Linked DNA regions of Sus scrofa: region 1 is linked to region 2. A link is a contact called in public Hi-C data. All regions are on one chromosome and are shown on one strand. Each heading gives the region's core, a stretch centred on a gene start, on an enhancer-like site or on the middle of the called end of the contact. The rest is flanking DNA. Distances are from core to core; before and after follow the strand shown.

What was found. A called contact is a pair of places that touch in the nucleus more often than the background predicts.
Region 1: a Hi-C map of liver shows a contact between it and region 2, with 6 times the contacts expected there. The contact joins two enhancer-like sites. A contact is called at or near these places in 6 of 47 Hi-C or Micro-C datasets (embryonic fibroblasts, liver and skeletal muscle).

The regions. Positions count from the first base shown.
Region 1 is chr7:8,915,253-8,921,930 of Sscrofa11.1, reverse strand. LOC106507349 (a long non-coding RNA gene) reads right to left here and starts at 4,914. Exons shown (of 4, transcript XR_001303268.2): 1 at 4,831-4,914; 2 at 4,250-4,342; 3 at 2,843-3,032. Within about 2 kb of position 1,865, at least 2 of the 83 cell types and tissues checked have an H3K27ac peak or open chromatin away from gene starts, as enhancers often do. A contact at or near this core is called in liver, where this site is marked.
Region 2 is chr7:8,789,735-8,797,352 of Sscrofa11.1, reverse strand. No RefSeq gene overlaps it. Among named protein-coding and RNA genes, the nearest start is that of EDN1, 42 kb to the right of the region's middle. Within about 2 kb of position 3,747, at least 8 of the 83 cell types and tissues checked have an H3K27ac peak or open chromatin away from gene starts, as enhancers often do. A contact at or near this core is called in liver, where this site is marked.

The DNA.
Region 1 (6,678 bases), core at 616-3,115, 130 kb before region 2:
TTTTCACCGAAATAAAACTGCTCCTTTATCAATCTGCCATAAAAATAAATCAACACAAAATTAGAATAGGTCAAACCTAAGATAAGCCTGAGACGCCAGCTCTTTCCAATCCAGGGCAGGAAAGAGGTGAGAAAAGTCACGTGCCCATGTTTGTGGCGGGGCAGTGACATAATAAGAATAACAATAAAAGCAGGAATTCTCATTGTGACGCAGCAGTAAAGAACCCGACTAGTATCCATGAGGATGCAGGTTCAATCCCTGGCCTTGCTCTAGTGGGTTAAGGATTTGGTGTTGCTGTGGCTGCGGTGTAGGCCGGCAACTATATCTCCCATTCGACCCCTAGCCTGGGAACTTCCATATGCCACAGTAGAGGCCCTAAAAAAAAGAATATCAATAAAAGCAATAACTTTGATAACATCTGTCATTTAGTATTTTTACCAGAGAAAAAAATTTTCTTGTACGCCTTGCAAGTAGAATCTCATTTTGGAGAGGTAGGAAGTGTAGCTAAGAGATGTCTGTGTCGTTTTCCCAAGGTCTTGGACCTAAGAAATGACAAAGCTGAGAAGGTAACCCCCGGCTTCAGCACCTAATTTGGTCTCCTTCCTCTTTTCACCGCGTAGACCACCTGCTGGTAGAACCGAATCCATAGAGAGAGGAGGCCTTTTCCCAATTCTTGTCTGGTTGTGAGAGGTTGAGGAAATATGCAGCTGAACAGCAAGAGTTGGAACTGCGTGAGTCCACTTACATATGGATTTTTTTCCAATAAATATATTGGAACATTTTTTGTGACTATTTGAAAAAAAAAAAAAAAAACTAAAATGCAGATGAACCACATGGCCTAGAAATAACAACAAAAAAATTAAGATCAAGTTAGATATGTCATGAACACACGAAATATATGTCCCAGATACTAGTCTAGCCTCCTTCTTACTTCTTCCTTTGAAACACACTCTGAGTATATCTGCTAAAATAACTTCCACCAAGTGTACTTCATGTCTTATTAGATCCTGGCTCTAAGGGCACCAGTGGCTCCCATTACCCATAACAGTAAAGCCACGTTCTAGACTATGAGCTGGTCTGTCCCTTGCCTTTCTTTCTGTCCTTACCTCCCTGACTCCTATGCTTTTTCCACAAAGCTTCCTTCAACAGCCATTCTCATGAAGCTCTAGTCCACGTGACTAATAAGGGCAAAATGTTAATCATTAGAGTTTTATTCTCACTCTTCCTTCCTACGCCTCATTGGTAAAGATGCTAATAATTAGCAGAGCTTCTCCAAGTAACACCATGCAAAATAAATCGATGACCTGATCTTTTCAACATCTTCACAATCCAAACCTCTCTACCAGTTCTTACCTCAATATGAGTAAAAGATTTATCAACTGCCACGGTTTGGGGGTGCCCCGATGGCTTGAATAGAAAATATATGCATTACGCATTATCCTCATCCATTAATTTAGGGTTATTTCTTCCCTAAAGCTATGGTAGAAGTGCAATACTATTTGTTGGTTTAATTTAAAGACGAGAACAGTACAGTAAAAGGTAACCATTTGGATACTATTGTAAAAGTCAATCTGAATCAAAAACTTAAATTGTAAAATGCAACCATTGCCTTCAAAGACGTGTAGAATGGATTAAATTGGCCTCAGGGCAGGGCCAAACGGCCATCCTCTGCATTTTCCTTTTTGATGAAAAGAGTAAAAGGATTTTTAAGACAGAACTAGTATTTTAAAGCTCTGGAAGCATTCCTTGTTTATTCTGGGCACTTCTTTGGCAGATCTTCTCTTAGATGAAACAAAGGTAACTGCAGGGCAGTGCTTGTACAAATAGCTCCAAGGGTCAATGGGGTGGAAGAGAAAAGTGAGGTTTCATGATTTAGGTCAGAAGGTGTGGACAGAAACATTTTCCAGTGGATGAAACGTTTGCCTGTTGTAATAAAATTCGTAACAGCCCTGATTGATTTTAATAGCTGGAAAGTTTCCTTGTGCCTCCAGCCACTAGTTAAATGTCTTTATTGTTGGTTTTGTTTGTTTGTTTGTTTTGGTTCTGGTTTTGGTTTTTGGTCTTTTTTAGGGCCATGAGTGCAGCGTGTGGAAGTTCCCAAGCTAGGGGTCAAATAGGAGCTGTAGCTGCTGACTTAACACCACAGCTCACAGCAACGCCGGATCCTTAGCCCACTGAGAGAGGCCAGGGATTGAACCCACATCCTCATGGATTCTAGTCAGATTTGTTACCCCTGAGCCACGGCAGGGACTCCCTGGCTTTATTGTTTTTTAAAGCCGGGGCTCATAAAGAATGGACCTACCACGCAAACACCAAGAGGTGTGCTCTTCAGGGTGCAAAGGCTCCGCTTTGGCAAGCTATCCCTTTTATGGTCCCTAAAACATACATTGCATTTGCTACCTCTTTGCTTTTATCTGAGACCTATCTGCCTTTTATTCATATTCAATCTTCACTCAACTTTCAAAGAATTAATGGACTTGACTTCCTCCTTGACGCCTTCCAGGATCATCCCAGGGTCAAGGGTCTCTCCTTCTGGGAGCTTTAGTGCCCTCATCCTTTTGAATACTCAACACTTACCCATCTCCTGGTTATATTTCCAAGTATATAAAATGTATCTCCCTCCAAATAACTGTCAGATTAAGTGTGTGGACCATGACTGTGCAAAATTCCATAGCGGACGACTTGCGGGTGACCGTGTTGTCCTATTCACCTTTATCCAAACGTTCCACCCTCCTCCTGACCCTTATGAGGTTTTAACCACAGAAATTTGCCTTGCTATTTTTATGCCTCTAAATGTCTTTAGTCACCATATTAGTTTGCTAAAGCTGCTGTAACTAATTACCATAGATGGGGTGGCTCAAGTAACAGAAGTGTACTGTCTCGAGGTGTTGGAGGCTAGATGTCCAAGATCAAGGTGCTGGCAGGGGTGGTTTCCTCCGAGGTCTCTTTCCTTGGCTTGTAAAGGACAGCCCTCTCTGTGTTCTCATCCACCATCTTCGTCACAGCTTCTTGTTCTTACAAGGACACCAGACCTATTGGATTAGGGCCCAAAGGAAGGACCTAATTTTAGTTCTGTGAAGACCTTATCTCCTAATATGGTCCCATTCTGTGATACTAGGTGTTTGGGCTTCAACACATGAATTGGGGGGTGAGGCGGTAAGGAAGATAATTCTGTCCACAACAGTGTCCTTTAAATTTTTTTTTTTCCTCTCATTTACTCTGTGGAGGAGGCTTTCTGGACCTACTATAATAAATCTAAACTAGTCATGTTAGCCCTTCTCCTTCCAAGTCCATTCAATATCAGGAGCTAATTTTCCCAACAAGTTGATTTTTTTTTTAAAGGAGAAAAAATGAGCCCTTCATATTCTGATAGAGGTAGCAGTGCTGTTACAGCTTTGGAACGTTCTCTGACATTTTTCCTATCGACTGAAGCTCTACCCAGCCTCTTATTTACACAGTCCTTGATGCCAAGCAGCTGTGCCACTGCAATTCCTGGCACCAAGTCTGCTCCAAAAGAGACCAAGTTATACTTGGTCTTTCCTCATAGCTGAGACTTTGGTGGGGCATTAGGCAATTGCCAAGACATGTCAGAAAATATCTGTCAGGTTACCTCAGGCTACATTCAATCAGGCAGTGAAATACAACGTCTAGAGTAATTACCTGGAATTAAAACTAAAACACACCCCAGAGACAGCCTTTTCTACTCAAGAACTTTCAGACTGAATGACACTACAAATAGCTTTTACCCAAAGGTGATGGAGGGTAAAATCTGTAGATCAAGCTCTGGAAGGAATGACATGACTCTGAGTTTTCACCGTCAGACCTTAGAGCAGTTGAATTGCATATAGTTTTATTTTTCATCCCATACAGTCTCAAAGGATGTTACGTGACTGGGTGCATTTTACTTTCCACCTGAATTACCCATCTTTGCTTAGGGCATAAATCTGCCTTGTTCTATCCAGAAGGCCATCCTGACAGTTAAATACCATGAGAGGGAAAGAGGCAGACGTGTGTTGACCAAAACTCTATCAGACTTTCTAAAGGGGTAAGGATACTGTGTTGACAAATTGGGAGCACAGCCGATTACCGTGGGCATTGGCTCAGGCTAAGATTACTCTCCAGCCCCTTTCACTTAAGTTTCAACCTTAATGGATTTGTGGTAAAGTGAGAATAAAGAGTTAAGAGTATGAGCACCTTTGGTTTACGTGTTCACGTAACACCATCATTCATTCAACAAATAATTGCTTACTGTTTACCACGTGGCTGACACTGCGCTCATAAAATTCATGCTGATCTGATGTTGGTATTTCTATGTTTTCCAAGGCCTGAACTTCACTCTGATCTGAAAAAATAAAGGAAAACAGTGCTATTTTTGAGATAATAATAGTAAACATTTATAAAGTCCTTTCTATATGCCAGCCACTGTTCTAAAAATATTAACCATGGTAACTCATAGCGACTTTCTAAAGCAAAACCTCTATTTATCTGCTCTACTTTACAGGTAGAGGGAACTGGGGCATATTTATCTCCATAAGCAAATGGAAGATAGTACATTTCCTTTCCAGGAGCTAGTCTTTAAAGTGACATCAAGTATTGGAGGGTGGAAGCATAATTCACTGCAGATTTTGGTGTTTGGATGAATCGTGTGAATCTGGGGTTTACCGGATTTGCTATCTGGCTTGAGATGGGGAAAGCACAATAATGAAGAAAAATGAAAGGGAAAACAAGAACTTGCTTTACGTCAGTCAAGCGTTACTTGTGGTTAAAACAAACAAACAAACAAACAAACAACAAATACACACAAAGAACAGCGAGTCAACTAGTATTTACCTCTGTCACTGGGAAGATCTAATCAGACCAATGCCTTTTCTTCGCATCCTGCATTTCTGGGACCGCCTTTACCACTCTATGGACTTTGACATCCCCCCGCATGCAGGGAAGTCCTTCCTGTTGTCCAATGTCCAGCTCAAGAACTGCCCCCCCCACCAGCAAGAAGAACAAATAACTCTCCTTTTGATTACTTATTTACTGGTGTCTCTCCAATCAAACCACAACTTAAAAAAGACAGCATGACTTCTCTTCCAAATCTTCTTCTAATGGAGTGTATTTTGCAAAGGCCTTCCCCCACTGGCTTTCTATTTGATTGATGACTGTATTAACCTCAATTCAAATAGAAATTTGTCCCTTTAGACATCCCCTTTATATTATTACCATGATGATACAGTAATATTTATAAAAATATTGACTAGAAAGCAAATCCTAGTTTCATATAAATTTAGATTATGTATTATAAATTCATATTATAATGTTACTTTTGGGGCTCTATTATGTTTAATTTATATAATTTGACACGGCATGGATATTGACTTTTTTTTTAAAGTGGATGGTTGAGAGACAATTCTTAATGGATAGCTCATGGTCTGAACATTTTGTAAGCAGAAGCAGAGTCATTGACTGTCTATTTTTCTGGGCTATATTTTCAAAGATGTCTGCTTAGTAAATAGCCTTTTTATCCTTTTTAAATGGTTTATTGAAGTATAGTTGATTTACAAGGTTGTGGTAAATTCCACTGACCACAAAGTGATTCAGTCATCCGTGTGCACACATCCATTTTCTTTCGGATTCTTTCCCCACATAGACCATCACATAATATTGGGTAGAGTTCTCTGTGCTGCACAGCAGATCCCCATTGGCCAATCATTCCATATACCTCTGGCCAATCCTAAACCCCAATCCATTCCTCCCACCCACTCACCTGTCCCTTTTGGGAACCATAAGTTGTTCAAAGTCTATGAGTCTGTTTCTCTTCTGCAAATAAGTTCATTTGTATCATTTTTTAACATCCCACATATAACTGAAATGGTATGATACTTGTACACTTAGTGGAATAATCACTAGGTCCACCCATGTTGTTCAAAATGGCATTATTTCATTCCTTTTTATGGCTAAGTGATAGTCCATTATTATGTATGTACTACATAGAGACACGATGCTTACTATAAAAGATTCTGGTTCCCTGAGCTCAGGGTTCCTTTCCTATAATGCAACCCACCTCTTACAGAGGTGCCCTGGCTCTTTGAATTGCACGGTGTAATTGGGACTGTGGAACTGGTACAAGAAAGTGTCAATCCTTGGCCTGCTGCTAATACTGTATACCACAAAGGTCCGTGTCTCTGACCCAAGAGTAATGATGTCTCCTGCCAGCATCCATAAAAGTGTGGCAGGCTAACTTGTTAGCTTCTAAGTAAGCTAAAACCTTAGATCCTTCACAGTTTTTGACACATTTCAAATGAATAACATCATTTCATTTTGAATGGGAACTTTTTTTTTTTTTTTTTGGCCATGCCCAGGTCACGTGAAATTTCCCTGGTCTGGGATTGAACCTGTGCCACAGCAGCAATCCAAGCCACAGCAGTGACAACACCAGATCCTTAACCACAGAGCCACCAGGGAACTTCCAGAATGGGTACTCAAAAATAACATATTTCCTCTGAAATCTTTCCTGTCAATGAGATCTATTATTTTATTTCAAATCAGATTTCCAAGAAAAATGAATACACCAGTTTTACAGTGGACACATCATCCTAAAAGCTCGGTAGTGAAATATCCCTAAAACCAGTTATTTCTGGAGGTGACAGAGAGAGGTGGGGGATGGGATGATAGCACCTATATGTTGGC
Region 2 (7,618 bases), core at 2,498-4,997:
AATCACCTATGCTTTAATAAAATTTTTTTCTAAAGAAAGCATTTCCCATATTGTAAAGAATAATTGATGGTTGAAGAGACTAGAATTTGAGAGTTTTTTACCAACATAAAGTGTTCACAACGGATAAATAACAGTTCCTAGAGGGTTTTTGCTTCTTAATCGTTGTGCCCCAACCATGCTTTTCAAGCTTAGAGTCTATCAACCAAGGAGCCCAGCTTTACCCAGCCCCCAGGGAGTCAGAATCTCACCTCCACCAGTATCTCACCCACACCAAGCTTTATTGACCATGGCCATAGCAGGTGCTTACTGGATGCTAATGTATATATGGTGTTCATGGGTCCCTTGATTTAAGAACAGGAGCTTCTGGACAGCTAACTGGGGACACAATCAACCCCAATGTGGTCCTGAGAGGACAAGGAGTATCCTCTTAATCTCACAGGAGTCAGAAAAGTCCCTTGGGTTAGGCTTAGTGATCTTCACTCGCCCTTAGTGTAAAAAGAGGGGAAGGAGCCCTCTCTAAGCATTTGGTTCTCCAGGGAGGGAAGCTGGTACCATGGGAATGGAAAAGTTTAGAATTCCATTTGTCCATCACCTGACACCAACTCAGTACAACTTAAACGCAGAAATGCTTCATTCGTTTGTAGCATTAGAGAGTAACGTAATCCTTGTAAAGGAACTTTCCAGACAAGTGAAGTGTGTTTCCCGAAGCAGCAACATTTTTATATCATGGTCCTTTGCAGGAGTTCTTTCCCGAGGTCTCCTGCACATGGCCCTCCCTCGTTTAACAGAGCACAGCGAACACAAGGAGCCTTGTAGTCAACCAGAAATGCCCCTCTCCCCCGGACCAAGATGGGGTTATAAGACCCTTTGTCTCTGTCCTTGGTGAGTGGTGGTGGTGGCAGGTGGCTGTGCTTTTTGAACTCTCCTTCCTGCCTGCATGCTATGGAGTAAATCTCTCTCGCTCTCTCTTACCTATTTCTTCTAATCTGTCCTGGGCTGAAAATGAAAAATGCCAGGCTTGTTCCAATTGTGTTTAACATGGCAGATCAGCTTCCAGTAAAGGACTGAATAACTGAATACATCCCAATGACGTCTGGAGCACAGATTTAATGGCATTGACCTTATATGTTTGGTAATGCTCTTATTCCCCAGTCTCTTTGGTGTGGTTGAGGTTACCAGCTAAACCCCTAGGGATGGATGAGATACGACTGCATATTCCAGCTGGTTAAACAGGTGGAATGCTTTTTGACCAAGCCAGTGTAAAGTCGCTAGAAGTCAGTGAGACGTTTCAGAGTCCCTGCCTGGTAGAATTAGGGAAGATACGGACTCAGATATTCAGCTGGCATTTGAGGACCATGCGTCTGGGTTTTCCTCATTACTGGAAGGGGAGTGGTGAGGAAGTGACACTCAAGAGCATCCAGCCCCAAACCCAGGGCCATGTTTACTGTGGGGTGGGGACCGGGCTGGCAGAAATGATTGTGTATTTTTCTTAGGTTAAAAGGGGAGGGAGATAAAAGACAAAGCTCGTCACTCCTGTACAAAAGAAAAAAAAAAAAAAAAAAAAAAGACTTGACGCTTTAGGATAAAGTCCAAACTCCTTAGAAAATTCATGGTCTAGGAGTTCCCGTCGTGGCACAGTGGTTAACAAATCTGACTGGGAACCACGAGGTGGCGGGTTCCATCCCTGGCCTTGATCAGTGGGTTAGGATCTGGCATTGCTGTGAGCTGGGGTGTAGGTTGCAGACGCGGCTCAGATCCCACGTTGCTGTGGCTGTGGTTTAGGCCGGCAAAAACAGCTCTGATTGGACTCCTAGCCTGGGAACCCCCATATGCCGCAGGAGTGGCCCTAGAAAAGGAAAAAAAAAAAAAGAAAAGAATAGAAAAGAAAAGAAAGTTCATGTTCTAGCTCTTTGCTAAGCCTGGCTTTTCACCTCTTTTCCCAATAAATGTGATGCTGTCCCTCGACCCCAAACAGCCTCCCCTCTGACCTCACCAACAGCCCCTTCCTGCGGCCTCGGTGCCACTCCCCCACTCCACAGCCATGTGTCCATTCTCTGGGGTCACAGGTTCACAGGACCTGGGTTACTTGGCTGAGCCCCTTGACTGAGGATTTGAGGACAGAATCATTCAGTGACTGCAGCCCCCAGTCCAGGACCTGCCACGCAGATGCTTAATTAATGTGGAAGGAGTGAGTTCAAGCATGTACATTTTTATTCATGAAAGCTGCCCAAGAGAAGCAAAATGCATTGAAATGTCACCTCGGGAGTTTGCTGGCTGTTCAGATGCCTGGGCCCATCCCAGCACCATTAAATCAAATGGGATCTCCGAACCCATATTTTATTTTTATTTTTAAATTTTATTGGAGCACAGTTGACTTAACACTGTTGTGTTAGCTTCAGGTGTAGAGCAAAGTGAATCCATATGACATATACACTTATTTTATTTTATTCTATTTTATTTACTTTTTATGTTATTTTTTCATTTATTTTTTTGAAGGGTTTTTGTTTTGGTTTGGTTTGGTTTGGTTTGGAAATAGAGGTGTTTTTAAAAATGGTTTTTATTTTTTCCATCATGGTTGGTTTACGGTGTTCTGTCCATTTTCTACTGCACAGCAAGATGACCCAGTCCCCCATACATATATACCTTCTTCTTCTTACATCATCCTCCATCACGCTCCATCGCAAGTGACTAGATATTGCTCCCAGTGCTACACAGCAGGATCTCCTTGCTTATCCACTCCAAGGGCAATAGTCTGCATCTATGAAGCCCAGATTCCCAGTCCATCCCACTCCCTCTCCCTCCCCCTTGGCAACCCCAAGTCTGTTTTCCAAGTCCATGAGTTTCTTCTCTGTGAAAACGTTTATTTGCACTGTATATTAGATTCCAGATATAAGTGCTATCATATGCCATTTTACATGTACACATATTTTAAATAAATGTCCCCAGGACTTCTGATACAGAGAGGGGGCTGATGGTGGCAGGAAGCATGATTGGGAAAATGTCTGGACTATTTTGATTGGACAGAGGTAATGATTGACAGGTGGGGAAACCGAGTGCCAGAGACACTGAGTGACTCCTTCAGGATCATGTAATAAATTCACTGGCATGGCCTGCATTTCTGGGAGCGGATGGGAAAGGCTGAGGTCACAGTTGTGCACACTGGCCCACAGTCGGGTGTCCCCAGGGCACGGTGGCTCCAGGGCATCACCCTGATTAACCGTTCTGGAGGCAGCACGGGGCAGAGCCCCTTTGAGTCTGAGAGAAAGTGAAGAAGAAAAAGGACCAGCTCCCCCGCCCCCTGCAGTGGTCAGGACTTAGCAGACCCACAGGACTGGGGACAGCAAAGTCGGCCCCCATCCCAGTTCCTGCTCCTGACCTGACCGTTCGTCCCAGCCAGGGTGTGGGCATCCCAGGGAGGCGGCAGGCTCCCTGCCCGGCTGAGAGTGATCACCCAGTGCAGCACTTTCACTCCCTGTGCCAAAGGAACAAGGGAACCAGGGACGAATGGCCCGGGACAGGGCACTGCCGCCTGCCCAGCCTCCAGAAGAAGGCAGCATTTTGGTGGCATCTCACACAGAACTGTCCTTTCTTTTTCCACCTCAACAAACCCCCACGGCTGATAAATCACCGGAGCGAATTGCCGCTGACTCGATGACCTTTGATCTTCCCAAGTGTCAACTTATCTCACTGAATGGACCTCCCGCGGATGGGGCTGTGGGGAGAGGCAGATGTCCACACTCCCCAGAAGAGAGCAGAGTCTCTTTAGCCACCCCCACCTCCACCTCCCCTCCACGAAACGCGACACCGAGTGACCACGGCCCTCTGGCCTGCTTGGAGGTGGCGCCACCGACCCCAGAATCCCCGGGGAGGCAGGAATTGAGCGCAGCCCAGAGGCCCCCGCGCTGCCTCCAGGGGAGGCTGGGACCAGCATCACAGACCTTCTCCATGGCAACAGTGGGTTCCAGCCTCCAGCTTCTTCCCAGCCCGCTGGAAGTCCCTGACAACTGGGGTCGGCTCCCACTCTAGATCAGGGAGATGGGGTGATGGGGAGGCAGGGGTCCCCCAGACAGGCCCCAGCACTGCCTGAGAGGCCCCCTCTGAGAGAAGACAGAAGGTCAGGGGGAGGTACTTCCAGTGCCTGTCGGGGTCCTTCTGCACCACGACCTGGGGCAGCCGCCTCATCCTCTGCTTTCCTTTTCCTTATTTGTAAAATGAAGAGCTTGAGTTCAGCGGCCTCTCAGTGCTTTTTCGCGCTGTGGGTTAGAGTCCACCCCTCCCATGGCAGCAACCTTGACTTTGTTTTGTTTTGCTTCCTACTGGGTGCAGATCCACAGAGCAAACAGGCAAGAGGGGCAAAGGTCTGGCAATCATTCCAGGCAGGAGGGCAGACACCTGTTTGGTAAGATTCTTGATGATAAACTCTTGCCCTTTTGTTTGTCTCTGCATCATTAGGACAAAATAGGTGTTCAGTAAATGCTTGTAAAAACGATTGTGCAGCTCCTCTAAAAAATCAGGGCTCTAGGTGGCCTCTTCCTGAGCTGCTGCTCTATTCAGAGAAACCGTGTGTAGCCACTGATAAAAATTGAATGTAATTGCAAGCATTAATACATCTCTTGGGGAACTTTTAAGGAGGGAAGTCTAATTCGCAACCCTCAGAAGTCCTTCTTAAAACTCCTGTCCACTGCTCTCCAGCTCCCTTATACACCTGCTGTTCAGGAAACTCTAAACTCTAAGCCCCCACTCACTATTCCCGCCCTCCACAGACACGGCCTCCTCTGGCCCCGGCTTTGTAGGCTCCTTCTTCTTTTCCTTCCTTCCGCCCCTGGCTTTCTCTCAATTTCTTTACCACTTTGTCTCTCTACTTTCCCTATTTTTCATCACAAAAGTCAGATGCAAGCAAACAAAGACCAAACTTCCTTTAGAGGCATGCAGGAATAAGAACCCAAAGAGCAAGGGAATAACTGTTTCTAGGAGACCAGGGTGGAGGGCAAGCTTGGCAAGAACTAAAAGAAAGACTTAGGGGAGTTCCCGTTGTGGTGCAGTGGTGAGCAAATCTGACTAGGAACCATGAGGTTGCAGGTTCGATCCCTGGCCTTGCTCAGTGGGTTAAGGATTCAGCATTGCCATGAGCTGTACTGTAGGTTGCAGATGAGGCACGGATCCCATGCTGCTGTGGCTCTGGCGTAGGCTGGTGGCTACAGCTCTGATTCGACCCCTAGCCTGGGAACTATGCTACGGGAGCAGCCCTAGAAGAGGCAAAAAAAAAAAAAAAAAAGAGAGAGAAAGAAAGAAAGACTTAGGACACCCTATTTATTAATGTTTTTCTCTGCTGTGAGTGAAGGTCAGTGTCAGATATCTGGGTGTCTGCATCACCAGCTTTGCAAACCTGTTGCCCTCACACCAACAGTTTTGAAGGAGTCACCTATGTGCTCTGATTTCTGAAGGAGTCAGAAAGTTTCCCCAAGTTCTAACTATCAACTGAAAGATCCATATCAAATATCAAAGTAAGATCCTTCCTTCTAAATATTCACCGTTATTGCTTTAAACCTCAGAGGCTTACGGGCATCAACCAGTCAATTAACAAAGGCGGCAGCGTGGCCAATAACTTTTGTGAGGCCCTAGGCAGCTACCCAATGTCTCCAGGGTTCTGTTAAATTGGAGGGGCAGGCCTGGGTCACAAAGGGTTGATGTCATGATTTCGCAAGGATGGGCTTGGGAATGTTTTTGTTTTTTTGTTTTTGTTTTTTTTCGTTGTTGTTGTTTTTGCCTTTTTGTCTTTGTAGGGCCGCACCCTTGACATATGGAGGTTCCCAGTCTAGGGGTCCAATCAGAGCTGTTGCTGCCAGCCTATGCCATAGCCACAGCAATGCGGGATCCAAGCCGAGTCTGTGACCTACACCGCAGTTCACAGCAACGCCAGATGCTTAACCCACTGAGCAAAGCCAGGGATCGAACCCACAACCTCATGGTTCCTAGTTGGATTCATTAACCGCTGAGCCACAACGGGAACTCCTGGGAATGTTTTTAACATCCTTAGTTTCAGCTGCTCCTACATTAAGTGGAGATACTTAGAGCTATTGGAGGTTTCAATCCAATAATAAAATATAAACATTTAGCAAAAGTCCTGGCCCATAGCCAGCACCCCATAAATGTTAGCTATTATTATTAATACTATAATTGTGACTATTGTTGGGATTCTTTCATGTTCCTCTGAGCTCAAATGGCCCCTGAATCTCCAGGTGGTGCCTGACTCAAACTAGGAGCTACTTGGGCGAAGACAGTAAGCAAAACCGCCCTGGGTCTCCAGAGCTCACCTAGGACTGTGTCTGCAGTAGAAGCGGCCTCATGAAACGCATCCAGGATTAAGTGATTCATCAATTCTAATTGGAAAGAGGAAACTATGTGAAATAGAACCACACGAAGAGGAAAGAAACACTCAACCCTGAGTTAGTACCGGAGGAGTCCCCACTTCACCTGTCGAAGGTAAGCTTTCCTTGTAGGAAAGTGACAAGGGCAAGCCCTTATCAGCTGCAACTGATAGCACAACACTGCAGACGTGAAGAGGATGAAGGCCCAGAGACAAGCCCTTCATTCTTCCCTGCTGTGTTCAGGGCCATCCATCTCTATGGCCCTGTGCCGAGCAGGTAATACGTACTGCAGTTGCTTGTGACAGCTTCCAGGACGGTTTCAAGCTTCTCCCAGGTTGAAGGCCAGCAGAAGCCCTTTCCCATGATTCCTTGACTTCAGCTGCTTCTCTGTGTGTGCTTGCGTTATGGCTCCTAGTGAAAACTCCTCCTTTGTTTATTTGTAGGTCCGTGGGTAGGTGAGATTAGGTCAGCTCTCCGCCAGGCTCTGCCCTCAAAGACTCAGTTGGGAAAAGGCTACCTCTGACCCCTCCGGAAAGTCTGGATGTGGTCTTTCCTCATTCCAGCCCAAAGAAGCAAAAAGGGAAAACGCATGCAAGTAAGCAGCTTTAGACAGCAGGAAGGCCCGGAAGACTGACATATGAAAACAAGACCGCTGGAAAGTCTGCGCTGCCGTGGAAAAGCAAAGACCCTGAGTTAACTGCGGACTAGGACAGAGCTCTGCTTGCTTCCGTGGGCAGGAAACCCAGGGTGAGGCTGGCACCGAGTCACATCTTCTCTGATCGCCCTCCAGGCCTGAGGGAGCAACCCTTGAGAGGCTCAGTTAATCAGACTATCTAAGGAAACCCTGAAGCCCAGGGCACTGGGGTTTTCATTGTGTGTGCACTGTTTTAAGGACTCTGATAAAAACTCGCTGTTCTCTTTGATAAGTGAACCCCTTGTTCAGTTATCAAATGTCTACTCTCGTGAGATAACAGGTTCCAGTGAACAGAACAAGCGCTCTGGAATCTACAAAGCTTTGGCTACATCTCTCGGTTTGCTAGTTATGTGAGCTCTGGCAAATGATTTAACTTCTCTTAGGCGCCCTTTCATTACTTGGGAAGAATAATAATATATTAAAATAATAATATATGTATTCAGGGCTGTTCTGAACATTGAATCTGAGATAACAGATGACAGGTTTTCGGCACAGGGTCTGGCCAAGGACAATGCTCAGTATAAGTTACCTACTGGAGTTCCTGCTGTGATGCAGC